Linked DNA regions of Mus musculus: region 1 is linked to region 2. A link is a contact called in public HiChIP or PLAC-seq data. All regions are on one chromosome and are shown on one strand. The core of a region is the stretch at or near the end of the contact, and the rest is flanking DNA. Distances in the headings are between cores, read along the strand shown.

The links. HiChIP or PLAC-seq counts read pairs in DNA pulled down with a chosen protein or histone mark.
Region 1: a contact with region 2 is called in an HNF4G HiChIP or PLAC-seq map of pancreatic cancer cells. The contact joins the promoter of Aifm2 here to the promoter of Lrrc20 in region 2. A contact is called at or near these places in 3 of 39 promoter capture datasets (liver, neural stem cells and stem cell-derived epiblast-like cells), 2 of 484 Hi-C or Micro-C datasets (embryonic stem cells and neutrophils), 3 of 115 datasets of contacts at active chromatin or transcription factors (bone marrow-derived macrophages, embryonic stem cells and pancreatic cancer cells) and 2 of 9 other capture datasets (adipose tissue and pancreatic islet).

The regions. Positions count from the first base shown.
Region 1 is chr10:61,713,981-61,716,680 of GRCm38.p6, forward strand. Aifm2 (apoptosis-inducing factor, mitochondrion-associated 2) reads left to right here and starts at 1,283. Exons shown (of 10, transcript NM_001284300.1): 1 at 1,283-1,372.
Region 2 is chr10:61,474,553-61,477,252 of GRCm38.p6, forward strand. Lrrc20 (leucine rich repeat containing 20) reads left to right here and starts at 1,281. Exons shown (of 5, transcript NM_153542.1): 1 at 1,281-1,337. It overlaps D830039M14Rik (RIKEN cDNA D830039M14 gene), which reads right to left and starts at 2,129. Exons shown (of 1, transcript NR_166099.1): 1 at 675-2,129.

The sequences.
Region 1 (2,700 bases), core at 33-2,532, 240 kb after region 2:
CTGTGTGTGCAACAGTAGCAATTATAGAAGACAGGATGGAAATGATGGAAATGTTCATGTGTGAAATTCTCATCAAAACAAGTGTTCAAAGCAAAACAAAACAACCAACCAAATAAAGAAATGCTACCTACTGCCTATGTATGTTTGAGACAGGGTCTCTCACTGTAGCCCAGGATATCCTTGAACTTGTAAACCTCCTTGTCTCAGCCTCCCCAGTGGCTGTGGGTACAAGCATGAGTTAGTACACCCTGCTCAGGTATGTACGTGACCTCACGGACACTTGCCTACTGCCCCTAGGGTAGGGGACAATATCTGCTTGGAGACAGATGCCCTATCGTTCCCCTATGTAGCTTCGAATGCTCTGGCTTTCCTATCTCTGGCATCCTTCTGTGACTTGGCACACATGCTTGCTTCTCTCCCTTGCTCAGGGCTGACTTCAGTATGGGAGAGAGGCCTGAATACTTTTTGATCTCCAAGCTTCCTTACAGCAGTAGGTGACAGGAGATGTGGTAGTGTTTTGTTTGTCTTCTTGTTGTTGTTGTTTTGTTTTGTAGGGTTTTTGAGACCTGGTTTCTCTGTGTAGCCCCTGGATGTCCTGGAACTTGCTCCGAGTTGGCCTCAAACTCAACAGACATCCTCCTGCCTCTGCCTCCCTAGTGCTGGGATTAAAGGCTGCACCACTGCAGTCTGTCAGCAGTGGTGGTTTGATGGCTTCATTTTTTTGACAGGATCTCAGGAAGTCCAAAGTGGACTCAGTAGCCAATTTCTAACCCTCTTGCCTCTACTTCCTAAATGCTAGGATTACAGGTATGCACCACCGTGCTCTGCTTCTGTGGGTAAGAAATCCAGGGCACTCAGGATAGGCAAACAGCTCCTGAGTCTTGTGTTAAACCCCTTCTTTCTCCAGGCTACCATATAACCAAAGGATATACCGGTTCCGCTCTCCATTTTAAAGCTCCAGTGCAGGACCAAAGACTGGGCGAACAGCAGGCGCTCAGTCCGTATGCACATGTGTGCAGATGGCAAAGCTAGTGTGTGTGTGTGTGTGTGTGTGTGTGTGTGTGTGTGTGTGTGTGTGTTTGTGTGTGTGTGTGTGTGTGTGTTGGGGAGGCTCTCGGTTGTCTCCCAGAAACCCCTGGCAAAACTAAGGCGCAGGATCTTGGCAGGCTGAGAGGCTAGCTAGGCTGCATCAGCGCTGGGAGTGTCCAAGTAGGGAGCGGCTGGTAGGCGGTCAAGGTCAGTTCCAGGGCAGCGGGAGGGGCGGGGCTCGGGGGCGGGGCTCGGGGCGGGGCTGCGACCCGGAGACAGTGATGGGCACGCCCCGACACGGGGCCTCAGCGCCGGAAGACGCGAGGACCAAGGACCGCTACAGGTGAGGTCACTGGGGATCCTTGTTCCCTCGCGCGGCGTGGGGTACACTAGGGGCATGACAGGGGCCGCGGAATTAGGAGGGGGCCGTTGCCTAGGATACTTAACGCCGGTCCGGAGGACCAGGTTCCTCGGGATTCATTGCTCCTCAATGTCCGCTAAATCTGTCCGGGAAGAACTTGGGGTCTTGGGAGGGGGAAGCAGGACGCGCAGGGGTAGCGGGGCAGGCGTGGCCTTGATCTTGGGAGGGTCTCAGACAGAAGGACTGAGGTGTCTGAGTGCAGCGGGAGACCCTTAGGAATCTCAGAGAAAGTGAGTAGGGTTACCCAGGGGTGCATTGGAGGCCTGCTTCACCCCGCCCCCCTGTGAAATAGGGGTTCTGTTAGAAAAAGCGAGACCAGCAATGACTGAATCCCCTTCTCTTCTCTCTCTCTCTCCCTCTCTCTCTTTCTCTCCTCCCCCTCTCTCTTTCCCTTTCCCACTCTCCCTCTCTCTTACTCTTTCTTCCTCCCTCCTCCCCCTCTTCCCAGGCACCCTGTTCTTTCCAAGACCACACACTCCACACATCCCCATAGCTCACTAAGATAATTTTGACCCTGGGATTTAGGGGTGTGGGGGGGGAATGCTCAGCTGTCTTAAGAGCTGAGGCCCCCGGGGGAGGACAGGTGTAGTTTGGAAAGAAACTTCCAGATCTCCCCACTCAGCACCTATGAACCAAGGCTAGCATCAGCTTCTAACATGAGCCTGTGTCCCCTGCCAACACACCCCAAGTGCTCAGCCACACTCTCAAGGGACTGCATGTCAACACTGGCCTAAGTCACCTCCTGTTCACTAGAGCTGGGCCTATCAAGTACTGTACAGCCAGTGGGCCTTGTCTGGAGGGAGATGCAGGTTGGCAATGGCCAGGGATGGGCAGGTCACTTGGGGTGTGTGTGTGTGTGTGTGTGTGTGTGTGTGTGTGTGTCTGAGTGCAGGAGTGTCTATGCCAAAGTGAGTGCTTCTTTTCCTTCTCCTCTTCATTCTATCAGCCAGTCCCTTTTAGCATGGGGTGTTTTTCAACGGTATATCTAGGGGTGCATTCCTCAGCAGCTGTCCCTAGAGTGCTCACTCTCAGCCTGGTCTTTGGTGTCCAAAGAGGGGAGCCATCGCCTCCCTTCCCCAGTGGAAGAGGGGACAGATATCATAGCCTATTGAGTCACACTTCAGGAGCCTCTTCTGCCTCGAGGCCACAGTGGAGATGTGGCTACCCTGTGTGTCAATGTTGAAATTTTCCTTCCTGAGAAGCCTGGATGACTCAAAAGGCTGGGTGGTGATTTTTGTGGCGGAGACAGC
Region 2 (2,700 bases), core at 31-2,530:
AAGCAGTGTTTTTGGAAACTGTTACACAACAGGAGATCTGTGAAGTGGCTACATTTTAGAAGCTGTGGTCCTGGTGGCTAGTCTGGCAGCCGTGAATACAAATTACTCAAAAGAACAGCAGCATCTTTTGCTAGTCTGATTTACTGACTAGAAATTTAGTGACACAAAAGGGTTAAAATGTTGCAGGTCCAGAGCCAGACTGGCATTTTGTGGCATCTTTATGTCCTTTAACAACTACTGATTGCTCTGCCCTCTACTTGGCTTAACATCTTTGTAACTATCCAGTAAGTCAGAGTGCAAGAACAGATCTCTAGTTTCCGATCAACCAAAGGGCTAAGAATGCTCTCAGGCTAGCATCTGGGGCCTATAGCTGAGATCTTTTTCTCCTTTGCTGTAGCCTGTTTACCTGATATCCTCACCAATACAATTGAAAAGTGCCTTGTTTTTACGTTTTTCTTTGTTCTTCATTAAGAGGCTGGAGAGACAGCTACACCGTTCCTTTGCAAGGGTTGTCCAATCATGTACAGGATGGTTCATAGCTGTTTGCAACTCCAATCCCAGGAGATTTGACCCCTCTTTTGGCCTCTGAGGACACCAGACACATAGGTGGTGCACAAATACACACGCGGGCAAACACGCATAAAATAACTAAAAAAAAAAAAAAAAAGCACAAAATAATTCACAATTTTTATCAAACTGTTACCATGTTGGGACATGGAATAACCTGTATTTGTGTTCCCGGGCTAGGGTCGCTCCTATTTGGCTCTAGGATAAGCCATCTCTGATCCCCTTTGAGGTGAGAGTTGTGTTTTTGCGTCGCAGCAGCGCTGGACTCCACAGTCCCTTCATCAGTTCTCACAGCGACCCGTGAAGCAGGTAGACTTTAGTTCCATGTTTACTTTAGTCTGAAGAGATGAAGTTACAGTGCGGCTTCAATTAGCGTTTCTTTGCGTTTTCCAAAGTTCCCCGATCTGCTGAACCCGGCTCATCCGTGGAATTAAAAACAAAATAAAATCCAGCCTGGAGAAGCATCCTACACAAGAAGATGCAGGGCCCCGCCCCTAGCGCGCTGGCTTTGCCGACTCCACACAAAGCGGTTCCTCCCTTGGTTCCCGAGCGCGCAGGAGGAGTTGCGCGCTGATTGGTGCGCGCGGGCGGAGCGCTGGCCCCTCCCCGCCCTGGGTCGTATCCTGGTGTCACTATTGGCTGAGCGGCCGTGCGCGCTGAGCTCCCTGCCCCTTTGGCTCCGCCCCTCGGGCTCAGAACTTGCACCGGGTGCCGTCGGTCGCCGCGGGAGCGTGAGTGCTGGGCGCTGGGCTCTAGGACGCATTGTCGCCGTAAGTGCTGCCTCCAGCGGCCCACAGGCTTCGCGCCGCGCTGAATAACGGTGGCCAGAGGCCGAGCGTGGCAGGGGCAGAAGGGAAAGCACTGGGCTTGGCCGTGTCCCTTCCCCTCCCCCAGCACACCTGGTAGCACCGAGTCATGGCTCGGGCGGTGCCCAGAGGTCATGGACTATCGCTTGCGGTAGTGGGAGGCTCGTGGTTAGAGCTCTCGGACAGCCCGGCTTCCGTCTCCCCAGTGAGACGCCCTTGCCCATCGGGAGAGGCAGCTGCGCATGTCACTTGGGAGTGTGCCTCTCCGCCCCTGGCAGCGTGGGACGCCCCCGGCCTCTGCGATCACCAGCGTCCCCCCTCTGCTTGCTCCATTTGTCCCAGTTCCTGTCTGCCAGGCCAGCGCGAGGCTGGAGACGAGCAGCCACTGGCTGTGAGAATGGGGTCCAGGGATCCTGTCCTTGGCCACTGTGTACTGTCGGTACAGTCTAAGGATGCTCACGCGGGGCTCCCCAACTCTAAAGCTGAGCTGCGAAACCAGGCGCCAACGTGTCCAGCTCATTGCCCCAGCGGGCTCTTTCCCCTGGGTGAGAAAGTGGGTCATCTCTGCTCTGGTCTCGAGTGGACCTTTGGGACTGTTGGGGTGTGATTAGCATTGTGCCCCTTACCTCGCCACATCAGCTCTTGGCTTCAGCAGGGTCCCGAAGTCTGTCTGGAGCCAGCGGAGCCAGCGGTGGGGCAGATCGTGCGCATGGCTGCGGAGGCTCCGGTTGCCCCGCAGAGCGGCTGCCAGGCTCTAAAGTTCCCAGTTGACCACAACAGTAACTAAATATAGGACCAGCTGGTGCGGCCGGAGTGTCGCAGTGGCTCCTTTGCAGAGATCTTAGGGCTGCAGATAATGAAGTTGAGTTCTGACCCTTAAAGACTGGGTCATTGCCATGGTCAAGGTTTAAATACCTCAGCCCCAAGTTTGGAATTTAGGTGAGATCAGTTTCAGATCTGCCAGAGAAATTATACAGTGTTCACAATCATAGCTTCCTCAAAGCAGAATAGCACACTCACCTTCAATTTATTATATGCAAACTTCCTGTCTGTCCTTGTTTGATGACCTAATAGTTGGTCCTGGCTTAATGCAGGAAGCCCTTAATGGCTTGCAGAGTCTTTTCTTAGAAGTGATTTTTTTTCAGTTAATTTTTATTAACAGTTTCATTGAGGAAGGTGATGTTTCCATCTCACAACTGGGGCTGCCCCACAACATTGAGAGCTTTCCAGAATTCTGCTTGCATTAGTTAGGCTCCTCAGGAAGGCCTCCAGAGGTCTGGAACAGACCGCAGGCCTTCTCTGTGGCTTGTCTTTATCTACCTGTTGC